2 separate regions of the Mus musculus genome follow, and region 2 is linked to region 1. Evidence: chromatin contacts called from public ChIA-PET data. All regions are on one chromosome and are shown on one strand. Each heading gives the region's core, a stretch centred on a gene start, on an enhancer-like site or on the middle of the called end of the contact. The rest is flanking DNA. Distances are from core to core; before and after follow the strand shown. Region 1 overlaps Ergic1 (endoplasmic reticulum-golgi intermediate compartment (ERGIC) 1). Region 2 overlaps Crebrf (CREB3 regulatory factor).

The links. ChIA-PET counts read pairs in DNA pulled down with a chosen protein or histone mark.
Region 2: a contact with region 1 is called in an RNA polymerase II ChIA-PET map of memory CD8 T cells, with 30 read pairs. The contact joins two enhancer-like sites. A contact is called at or near these places in 1 of 39 promoter capture datasets (hippocampal neurons), 1 of 115 datasets of contacts at active chromatin or transcription factors (memory CD8 T cells) and 1 of 9 other capture datasets (adipose tissue).

Annotation. Positions count from the first base shown.
Region 1 is chr17:26,570,070-26,576,113 of GRCm38.p6, forward strand. The region is part of intron 1 of Ergic1 (endoplasmic reticulum-golgi intermediate compartment (ERGIC) 1); the gene reads left to right. Among named protein-coding and RNA genes, the nearest start is that of 1700049J03Rik, 7.0 kb to the left of the region's middle. Within about 2 kb of position 2,387, at least 48 of the 459 cell types and tissues checked have an H3K27ac peak or open chromatin away from gene starts, as enhancers often do. A contact at or near this core is called in memory CD8 T cells, where this site is marked.
Region 2 is chr17:26,748,723-26,754,766 of GRCm38.p6, forward strand. The region is part of intron 4 of Crebrf (CREB3 regulatory factor); the gene reads left to right. Among named protein-coding and RNA genes, the nearest start is that of Bnip1, 29 kb to the right of the region's middle. Within about 2 kb of position 3,834, at least 69 of the 459 cell types and tissues checked have an H3K27ac peak or open chromatin away from gene starts, as enhancers often do. A contact at or near this core is called in memory CD8 T cells, where this site is marked.

The sequences.
Region 1 (6,044 bases), core at 1,137-3,636:
CATGGTGTGTGACCATGGGAAGCAGGGCCCTGGCTCTGCAATGCCAGTGATGCACACCTGAGAGTCCCTGGGACAGGTTGGATCTGGGCTACCCTTTGCAGCAACCATAGGTGACATCAGTGTGCTTGCCTGAGAGGAAGTATTGCACTGAGATAATCCAAGAGCTGCCTGTGGCTAGCTAGAAAGCTGTGTCTGTGTGCAAAGGTGGCTTCAGTGTGTCTGTGTAGCCCTCATCTTTTAAGAGATGACAAAAAGTTTAAAATGATGTACAGATGATTGGCTACAGACTCCAGTTTTGTTTCTGTTAACGTTCATTGTGAGCCTAACAAGTCTCTTGTGGGACACTGGCCATGTACAGTCCTGTGTCCCACTTTCTGGCCAGTGTGATCAGCATGTGTTCACTGGATGGACAAGGACTTTGAGCAGAGCCCCTGCGACTCTTGCCCCATGGCCAGAGGGGTATGTCAGGGTTCTGTTCCCACAGGGTGGTCTAGATGAGGGGTGAGGATGTCTCTTGAGCTCCCCTCCGAGCAGCACTGGAGGTTGTAGCCAAGGCTAGCCAGCTCTCTCCTGAGGGGTGTGCCCTTCCTCCACTCCGAGTACCATCAGCGCCCAGCCATCAGGCTCCCTGGGGCTGTGCTGCACTGGCACGTAATGTGCCCACTGGGCAGCTTATATGTGGGCTAGGCCAGAGGCTTGCCGTGGGTCTCCTCGGTGCAGAGGCAGGGAGGAACTTGGTCCCTGCTGGCTTGAGAAAGGACTGTGGCTAAGATAGCACAGGGGCAGGTGACGCAGCCAAGACTAACGTGCCTGTGTGACGTTAGAGCTGGCTTTCTCAGCAGCCTCATATTCTGGAAGACGTGTTATCACTTTATTTTCTTGGGGGGCGGATCCCACAGAAACCCCGAGGTTGGATGTTATCTACTCAGTTGTATTTATGGTTTGTTGCTATGGAAGCTGGGGGTGGAGGCAGTGGTAGTCCAATGGTGAAGCTTGAGTGACTATTTCCTGTCACTGTGGACATCTTTGGGTAGGAAGTTACCATTGAGCACTGCTAAGGAGCCGCAGGGCAGGAGACAGGACTTCCCGGGTGGGCTTGCAGAGTGCCTTCCAGAGGCCGAAGTAGCCAGGTGTGGGGAGCTGTTCACTGGTCACTAGGACCTACTGTGTGCCAGGTGTTCTGGGATCTGAGGCGCAGACAAACCCCTGTCCCTGACTCCTTGGACTTGATTTTAGTTCTGACATTTTATTTCTTGGTTTTTTTTGTTTTGTTTTTTTTGTTTTTTTGTTTTTGTTTTGTTTTTTTGTTTTTGTTTTTGTTTTTAAAAACTCAGTGAACTTTCAATTTTGAACTAACTTTAGGTTTCCAAGAAGTTGTAGATAAGGCAGAGCTGACCGCTGTTCCCACTGTGCACGCTGCCCATTGCCACATGGGTCATCCCAGCTCAGGAAGTGACAATGGCATAGGGTCAGTGTCCCATGCAGGCCTCCACGTGCCTTCATGCTGCAACTCCAGTCCCCACTGGCCAGGGCCATTGCACAATCCTTGACTTTCATGACCTTGGCTGTCTTAAGAGCTCTCCAGGGGCCATGCAACATATTTCCCCCCTGAGGCCTGCTGACCTTTCTTACCAGTAGACTGGGTTGTGGGGCTGGGGAAGCAACCAGAGTGAGCAGGCCTTTCTGGGCCACCCTCTCAGGACACCAGAACCGCATGGCATGCATTCTGATCTCTACCTGTCCTGTCTTTCTTACCTAGCTGCTAATAAACATTCTGTTGGGAAGTGACACCCCAGGGCCAGGCCACCTTGGGTGAGTCACATGGCAGTGGCCCCACAACAGTGGGCCGCTGGATTACTTTGTAGCTGTGCAGCTATGAGGGCACAGGTGAGGGGGTTGGGAGGCACAGGCTCAGTCAGGATCTAACTTCCATTCATCGCAGGTCTGCAGGCTGGGACGTACTACCAGGGCTGAGAGTGGGGAAGAGCCAGTAACAAAGGGTATAGGAACTAAGTCCTGAGAAACCTGGGACCCAGGAGTGGTGACTCTGGGCATGTGATCTTAGCCCTTGGAAGGCTGAGTCAGGAGGAGTACTCCTGGTCTGAGGTCAGCATGGCCTATAGAGTAAGGCCCTGGCTTAGAACAAAACCATCTGTAACCGTGTCTTATTTAGCACTGGAAAGTGTTCTAAGGAGCATGAGACGGCAGCTCTTACAGAAAACATCACCTCGAGGCATCACCCAGCTTCCTTCACGTGACTCTCTGGAAGCAAATTATCTCTGTCATATCTTAATTCATAGCCACGGCAAAGAACAGCTATGACCTTGTATAGCAAAGCCCTGTACACGGTACGCCGTGTGTGTCTTCATGTGGTCTTTCTCAGGGGTGCTCACCACATTGTCTGCTTTCTGTTTTCTGACTCATCCTTCTCACCCAGCCCTGACCGTGGTAACCGCTCTCCTTTGAGCGTAGTGGGTTCTCCTTCCCTTCACATCTGCAGTTTGTTTTACTTCACCTAGTTTGTCTTTCATCTAGGTCCTTTCTGGCACAAGGCGGGATCTCTCTCTCTCTCTCTCTCTCTCTCTCTCTCTCTCTTGAAGGCTGAATAATATTCCACTGTGTCTGGGAGCTGCATTTTCTGTGTCCCTCCATCAGTGGTGGCTGTTCCACATTGTGGCTTTAGTGACTGGTGCTGTAATCAAGGGTGCACCTTTTGGGATTTCATTTCCTTTGGGTATGCAGAGAAGAGAGATTACTGGGTTGTTCTACTTTTGATTCCTTGTTTATCATAATGGCTATGCTAGTCTACACCCCTGACCCAGCTGTGTGCAAGCATTCTCCTAACTCTCCCCCACCCACACTTGTTGCGTTTTGGATCCAGTGGCCGCCATGCTAATGGCTGTGTGGTGGTATCACAGACCATTTTAGTTTGCATCTCCTTGACAGTTAGTTGATGTCAACCACCTTTTCGGTGTGTTCTTGGCCGTCTTGCTCATTTTTGAAAAAGTGTCTCAAATGCCCACCCATCTGCCTGCTTGTCTGCTCATTAAATCTTGGGTATTAAATCCTTTAATCAGATACACAGCTTGCAAATGTTTCTCCCTGATTATCAGCCGCCTTTTTCATTTGTCTCCTTTGCTGTGTAGATACAGAGTTCGCTGTAGTCTTAGCTATGTGTTTATTATCTGTGACACATTATTACTCATTTGTTACTCTTGTAGCCTAATCTGGCTGCTCTTCAATAAGCCATATTCTGCCAGGTGCTGTGGTGCACACCTTCAATTCTGGCACCCAAGTGTCAGAGGCAGGAGGACTTTTATGAATTTGAGGCCAGCCTGGTCTACAGAGTGAGTTCCAGGACAGCCAGGGCTACACAGAGAAACCGTGTCTCAAGCCTCCCTCATCCCCTGCCCCCCCGACGTCACCCCCTAAAAGTCATATTCCAAACTAGTGATTTCTTCCAGGAAATCTTGTGGTTTCTGGCTCTACATTTAGGTCTTACGGTTTGTTTTTCTTTAATCCACATCAGGATGATTTTCACATGTGGAATAGGACAGGCATACGATGGTCTCACCCTTTTACATGTAAAGGGGCAGGCTTCCGGGCACCGTTTACTGAAGGGATTATCTTCAACCCTTGTGTTCTCTTGATGCCCTTGCCAGGATGAGCCGACCATGTGTGATCTGCCCCCCAGGGCCTGTGCGTTGGTTTTTATGTTGGAATCATTCTGAGCTCATTACTATGGCTTTGTAGTATAATTTTATATCATGGAGTAGGAAGTCTCCATCCCTGCTCTAGCTGTTTGGAGTCTTTTGTGGCTGCAAACAAGTCTTAGACTTTCTTCTGATTTCTGTGCAGTCTCGGGGTTAGAGGTGCCTTGGCTGCCTTTTTCTTCCTTTCTCTTTCTTTTCTTGCCTGACACGTCTGCTGATCCTGAGTGGAGGTGTGGAGAGCAGCACCCAGCCTGCTGCCAGATTCCATCAGCTGTGGAGTTTTCATAGATGACTCTCATGGCAAAGACCTTGCCCTCCCTCAAGGGTAGCTGCTGTCCCCAAGCTTGTTATGCATCAGGATCGTGTGGGTCCCCTCTGCGTGTGATGCTTCTCATCGGCTGCCAGGGCAGACCAGCCTCGCAGACCAGGGCTGGAGTGCGCACCTCGTGACCTCTTGTGTGCGTGCCGGGCAGGTTTCTGTCCCCTGCGTTCACCACGCACACTGGCTTGTCACTTTCCTGTGGTTCCTCTGGCCAGGCATTAGGGTGACATCAGCCTCATAAAAGGGTCTCTTAGGAATAACTCCTCCCAGCCTTCTTCCTTTTTGGAAGAGCTGATATCCTGGCATCGGTTGACTCTTTTTGCAGAGGCCAGAGACTTCAGCTGTGAAGCTGTCTTGTCTGTGGGCTTTTTCTTCATTGGGAGGTTTATTTATTTGTTTAATCCAATTTCAGTATCTTTTATTCCTGGCTTCTTACTGGTCCTTACTGTTGACAGGGTAACAGGTTTTTCTAAGCTTATCCCTGAGGACTAGGAGGTAGTGTTGGGCTCCAAGGACAGCATCTCACTACCTCTGCTGCCAGCTTCAGGTACCTCCTCCTCCAGGAAGCCTTCCTCCCCATTCCCCCCCAACACTGTCCATCCCTGACTACTTGGCCCTCGGACAGCCTCAGCTCTGTGCATGTGTCTCATAGGCCCTGTCACTTCCTTACTAGTGGGCTTCCAAGGCCGTGGTAGTGGCAGGCTTGTGCTGTCCTTAGCAGGACCTGGCTGAGAGCCTTGCACACAATCAGGTGGTAGCCCCCAGGTGACATGCTCAGCAGAGGCACGGGGATGTTACAGGGCTAGCCATCTGCTTCAGGTCACAGTGAATCTGTACCTCTCTCAGCCTCAGTGACCTCGTTGAAAGGTATAGGCACAATGATAATCATACCAGGACTGCCGTGAGTACAGAGTGAGCACTCTGATGTCTTAACATGGGGCCTGGCCCCCTTGGGTGCTCATAACCTGTCTGTTGTATGGGAAGCACCAGCACACCAGGCTGCTGGGGGGGATGGGTGAAGGGCAGACGCCCAGAGGTGCTGCCTTTGCTGTCTGTCAGCTTCTTCCAGAAAGGACCCAAGAAGCTTGGCGTCTTCGTGCCACACACGCTTATTTTCTCCCCGTAAAGTCCAAGCAGAGTCGACGCTCTGCCTTTGTGGATACCGGGAGACCAGGTTCGTTCACTCAAAGTATATAACCTGCAAGGTAGGTTAGGGTACCACTGTCTCTTGAAGGTAAGGAAGTGAGGTCTGGCCATGTGCCCTAGAGGAGAAAAGATGCTGTCATCTCTGTCACCATGACTCCAGTCAGCGCTATCTGCCTCTCCCTTCTGCCATCTTCATTATTTTGAGCCAACTCCTCAACAGATGCGTTACTTAAAATGTTTCTTTTCTCTTCCTTCATTGTCCCCCACCCACCTACCCCCCTCCCTGCTGAGACAGGGTTTCTCTGAAGCCCCACCTTGTCTTTGGAGCAATCATGTTTCTTTTAAGTCAGTGTTTGAAACACTCTGACTGATGAGAGGTGACTTTACACATCATCAGAGCGGAGAAGCAGAGTCCCCTGCATAGATGCAGTCCCAGCTGCAGCGGGGGCCGGGGTCCGGGGGCCGCCGGATCGGCTCTGTTTAAGAGGACCCAGTGATCCTCCGAGGCCCCAGTGCACACCTAAGCGTGCTGGTAGAGTACCATCCCCCACATGCCCTGCTTTTCTATTCATACACATCTCTGGTAGCTTCATTCATAAATTAGAGCCAAGAACCGCAACTAAGAATAAAATAATGGTAATTGTGCACCGCACCGGAAGGACGTTACTGAGTAAAACACGGTTCCTTGAGCATAGACCCTGTGAATCTTCCATATGGTCGGTCTGATAACTCAGGTACAGCTGGTGTGCTTGGCTCACAGGGCAGGAGTCTAGGCTCCTCCCATGTTCTCAACTCCCTTCCTCTGGGGTCTGTCTATCCACTCCAAGTTAGAACATCACCAGCCCTGTTCATTGAAAGCCCAC
Region 2 (6,044 bases), core at 2,584-5,083, 180 kb after region 1:
GGATGGAAGCTTCTATGTTTGTCCATCTTGTTTTCAGTGTTGTTCAAGTCTGCTATGTCTTGCTTTTTCCTGTTATTTTAATGTTGGTGATGTGAGTGTGTGTGTGTGTGTGTGTGTGTGTGTGTGTGTGTGTGTTTTGGCTTTTCAAGACAGGGTTTCTCTGTGTAGCCCTGGCTGTCCTGGAACTCACTCTGTAGACCAGGCTGGCCTCAAACTCAAGAAATCCACCTGCCTCTGCCTCACAAGTGCTGAGATTAAAGGTGTGTGCCACCACTGTCCGGCTGTTTGTGTATGTCTTACATCCCTTCTTTTGGTTTTGCTTGTGTCAAATTATTTATTTCCTGTGTTTTCTTGGGCATTGTTAAATTAACCTCCTTGGGTTGGAATTTTCCTTTTAGTATCTTTTGTAGGTTTGTATTTGTGGATAGATAGGATAGATAGATGGTCCTGTTTTAAGTTACTTTCCCCAGTGAAGGAGGATCGTAGAGGATGGTTAGGCAGGAGTTTGTGGATGGGTGGGGGAGTACCCTCTTAGAGGATACTCTTTTTGATCCATCCATTATGGAAGACAAGTAGTAGTTAAGTTCCTCACCACTAGATTAAGCATTTCTTCTTGTCAGTAATGTTATTATTTGCTTTATATAGTTAGGTGTTTTGATGTGGGTATATTTAAAAGTTCTTCTTGATGAAATAACCCCCATTTATCAACATACACAGCTTTTCTTTCTCTTTAGTGAGAGCTTGCTGCTTAAAGTCCACTCTTAAGTCTAGCACACACTATCATGGATCACCTTCCCCTCTCATTTGCCCTTAATTGTTTCTCTTGTCTGAAGTATGCTATGTACTTTAGCCTGGCATTGAACTTGTGTCCACCTGCCTCATCCACCCAAGTACTGGATGAGAGGCATTTCCCTATCACACTTTACTTTACTTTGTAGTATCATTAATTATTGATAAGTAAGGATTTATTGTTGGTTTTTGACTGTCAGCATATAATTTTGAAGTGCTGGCAACAAATCTTGGGACTTGCATATGCTAGGAAAGTATTCTACCACTGTTGGTACACTTCCAATCTTTGTCTTTAGTTCTTTGATATTCATCATTCATTCTCTCTCTCTCTCTCTCTCTCTCTCTCTCTCTCTCTCTCTCACACACACACACACACACACACACACACACACACACGAATATATACTGAGTACATCCTCTTCATACCCTACTACACCCGTTTTCAACCGGTGGGTCATGACTCCTTTGGGGTCCCATATCCAATATCCTGCATTTCATAGATTTACATTATGATTCATGACAGTAGCAAAATTATGGTTATGAAATAGCAACAAAATAATTTTGTGGTTGGAGGTCACCACAACATGAGGAACTGTATTAAAGGGTCAGAACATTAGGAAGGAAGGAAGGGTGGGACGCTGCCCTGCTACTGCTCTCCCTTTCCTCTGCACTTCCTTCCGATGTAGTTCCTCTTTTCCCCTGATGGCACTTGTACTTCCATATTATAGATGATTTCATCTATGTAAAATCTAGGAAGTCAAAATGAGATAAAACATATGTGTCCTTATAAGATAGAGCGATCCCTTCATGGGATAGATCTTTCTCTTTAGCTCAGAGCATTCCTTCAAATATCTTCTGTAGAGCTGGTTAGGTGGTCACAAATCTTTTTAGTCTGATTTTATCATTTAAAAACTAGCCAGCACTGTGTCCAGTGCTGACTTCTTTTCTCTTCTCTTCTCTTCTCTTCTCTTCTCTTCTCTTCTCTTCTCTTCTCTTCTCTTTTTTCTTTTCTTTTTTCTCTTCTCTTCTCTTCTCTTCTCTTCTCTTCTTCCTTCCCTCCTCCTCCTCCTCCTCCTCCTCCTCCTCCTCTTCCTCCTTCTTCTTAGCTGTTTATATTCTCTTGAAATTCATTCAGAATTTGGTTTATGTCCTTTTTGTTTCTTTAAATATAATTGTTGTCTGGAATTTCATCTAATTCATTGTCATTGGAGAATATTACTATCTGGTAAATGTTGGAGGAACCATGTTGCCTTTTTTTGTTTGTTGTTTTTATATTTTTGCATAGGGATTTATGCATCTGGAATTAGGTTGATTGAGTATTTTTATCATTCTTACTCTTCTATTAGAAATGTTTAGAACATTTAAGAGAGACTCAGATGTAATAGGATTGAGATGCCATTTTGCTCTGCTATACTGGTGCTTCGTGCACTAGTTAAGTCTCCAGGACTTAAAATGTTGTCTACAGAAAAAAATCACTAGCAAAATATAGGCCTGGTATGAATTTACAGTCATGGTTACGTAACAATCATCCCCTAAGCTCTAATTATTTCAGGAAATAAAGGAACACTAGTAGCATGATAGACTAAGGTGTCAGTTCCTGTCAGATGAGTAGAAATGGGAAAAAAAGAATTTGTGGTTAGTATCGGGAAAAAGAGAGGAAGAAAAAATAGAGGAAGAAAAAAATAAAGAGAGAAGGCGAAATAGGGACACAGTGAGGCAGTCTGCCTAATGGAGAATGAAAAAACAAAAGGATGGAAAGAAGTGCAACAGAATACTCTAAAAGATTCCCAGGACCCGGCAGGATGAGATAAGTAAACCGTACAAATCAGGCTAGCCTGTAATTTTTGGGAAAACCTATCAAATGAAATGTGAGAAGGCAAAGAGTATAAGCTTAGGAGAAAAGAAAATTGAAAGGGGACCAGAGGAGTAAGGGTAAAGGGAGAAGAGGATAGACTGATGTGGTTAATTGGTACTGGGTATTAAATATAAAGGGAAGAGCTTGATGGGGTATAGTGTCTGAATGCAGTCTCCCCTGATTGCTGCTCGCAACCTCAATTCTCAATGGTCCTTCCTGCTTGTCCAGATGTCTGTTAAACTCTTTTTTTTTTTTTTTTTTTTTTGATTCTTTTTTTTTTTTTTTTCCCATTTTTTATTAGGTATTTAGCTCATTTACATTTCCAATGCTATACCAAAAGTCCCCCTTACCCACCCACCCCCACTCCCCTACCCACCCACTCCCCCCCTTTGGCCCTGGCGTTCCCCTGTACCGGGGCACACAAAGTCTGCGTGTCCAATGGTCCTCTCTTTCCAGTGATGGCCGACTAGGCCATCTTTTGATACATATGCAGCTAGAGTCAAGAGCTCAGGGGTACTGGTTAGTTCATAATGTTGTTCCACCTATAGGGTTGAAGATCCCTTTAGCTCCTTGGGTACTTTCTCTAGCTCCTCCATTGGGAGCCCTGTGATCCATCCATTAGCTGACTGTGAGCATCCACTTCTGTGTTTGCTAGGCCCCGGCATAGTCTCACAAGAGACAGCTACATCTGGGTCCTTTCGATAAAATCTTGCTAGTATATGCAATGGTGTCAGCGTTTGGATGCTGATTATGGGGTGGATCCCTGGATATGGCAGTCTCTACATGGTCCATCCTTTCATCTCAGCTCCAAACTTTGTTTCTGTAACTCCTTCCATGGGTGTTTTGTTCCCATGTTAAACTCTTAAGTTGTTCTTCACAGTTAAGGTCACAGTTCTTCCAGTGTTCAAGGCTGCTTGGAACTTACATCTTTATGTTTCTTTGCCAACTCTGTCTCTAGCCATGTTGTTGAATACTTCATGGTTCTGATGCAGACTTTGTTAGTCAGTTTTAGTCTGCTTGCCAGATTTCAGCACACAGCCTAGTAATGCTTTTCCTGTGTTTTACAAGAGTATGGGTTGGCAAGTTTTTGTTGTTACTGTTTTTGTCTTGTGTGGTTTTTTTCTTTTCATTTCAGTAGAGTCAACTTATCCTTTTTAGTAGTGTGTGGCTTCCTCTTCCCTTTAGCACCACCACAAGTCTCAACAAAAGGTGAAGCTGGACTCCTTTGAACGTTGTGTCAGACAAAGCACATCACTCTTGTAGTTGCTTACCAGCAAAGATCAAACTTGCTGGTCAGGAAAAATTCTTCCTTATCTTGGATTGTGGCCTTTCTGGGATTCATAGTATCTGAGGGATCAGCAGGTGTGTGCCCTGCCCCATAAGGGTCTTTATGGAAGACTGTGTCTAGACACCACTTCCATTGTAAGGGGCAGATCAGAAAGGTCCTCCTTTGCTTTATACATTTCTGTTTTCCTTACTATTAGACTCTGGATGTGTAGCTCCCATCCACATCTTCAAACAGCTGGCATCTAGCTTTTCCCAGTTTATTACCCAGAGATTCTTCTAACAGATTATGCTGGGATGCCCACCATATTTGATTTACATTTTTAGTTTTTTGAGATCACATAGGTGAATTCAAGAAAACTCAGTCTCCATGACACCATTTCCATCTTCTCAGAATTTTGATTTATACAGCGACTACACGTTTTTAAGTCTGTCTAGCCATATCCTCTTTCCTTTTCTTCCATAGCGTTTTCTCCTTGAGCAGCTAGGCAGTGGCTTTATGTATTAGAAGGTATTTAGTGTAATCTGGTGCTCTTCCTGGATCTAAGTGATAATGCTGCTTAATGTCTTAATGAATGAATATGCCATCTAAATTCATTCACTTTCACTTGACTTGAAGTGAAGCTTTGGGTTAGGATTACTTGTGCAGTATTCTAAATGTTAGTGAATGACATACTTGCACCATAAATTAACACAATTTTGTAGAACTTATTTGGGCTTTAAATTTTTTGGGGGGATACAAATTATTTCTTTTCTTGAAAGAAAGATTTAAACCAACTTGAGGGGTGCAAAAGGAAATTGTGGCTGAGAAATAGGAAGACATTTTTTGAATCAATAAAATAAGGCTAGTTATACTCCTGTCAGAGCAGTAGTCTGGGGTTGAGTGAGTGGTTTACAAAGATCCTTTTGTGATGACCAGCTCCTGAAATTCTGTTTCTTGGCAAATGGCTATGCAGTTGATGATCTTGCAAAGTTCCAGGAGAGGTGCAAAAATCAAGTTTCAGTTTCTCTTCTGAACCAACTGCCGAGTGCTAATAGAGCCTATTCTGTAGACTGGCTACAACTGGTTCGGGTTGTTAGATTGCATGGTTCAAGAACAAGAACTCACTTCCTTAAAAATGAGAGGTTATTTTTTAATTCTCATGAATGTTTTTCACAGTTGACTTTGCTTGTAGTCTGTTCAGACCATAGCTGTGTGGCTGGATGTTTTGTAAATATGGCATTCTTACTTTCTTTTTGTTGTCATTGTTTGGTTTTTTTGAGGCACGAGATCTACTGTAGTTCAGGCTGGCCTAGATTTGATATATACCTTCAGTTGACTTTGAACTCCTGATCCTCTCACCTCTACTTCCCAAGTGCCAGGATATATAGTGAACTACACTATATATCCTATCCTATCCTAATTTAATCATGTCAACAAGAAATGAGTTAGATAATTATGGCAGTATATCAACAAAAGAGAAGCAGGGTCAAGAAGAGAATCAAGAAATCATTTATCAAAACATGTTTTAGTATCTTTTATGTTAGGCATTGCATATATTAGGTATTAATTATATGTAAATTAATGGAATCCTTGCCTTAACAGAATTTAGAGTTGAACAGATGTATTTGCTCTTGGGATTTTTCAGTCATTCTTCCCTCCCATTGTAGTGGTGGGGATTGAGCCTTCAGCCTTCCACGTGGTGTGCCATAGCTACTCCACCATGAAGCAGCCTCCCCAGATCCTCTGAAAGTCATGCTTTTATTTTTATTTTTTGAGACAGGGTCTCTCTGTAGCCCTGGGTCCTGGAACTCACTATGTAGACCAGGCTAGCCCTGAACTAATAAATCTGCCTGTTCTTGCCTCCTGAATACTGGGATTAACTGCGTGTACCACTCTAGCAGGCTCTTTCAGAGTGTGTTAATATGTTTCTGTGCTCTGTGGCTTGGCCAGCCAGGGATGGAGGAGCATGGTTTTGTAAAACTTAACTTGGCCACAGATTCATTTTGAGTGGTGGTGGTTAGACTTCTGTTATAGACAAGAGTTCCTCTGGGCAAATTTTGTGAGAAGAATGAGTGGCTGTGGATGTTAGATCAGTGAGTAAGCATGTCAGTTTTCATTTTACTTGGTTCCATG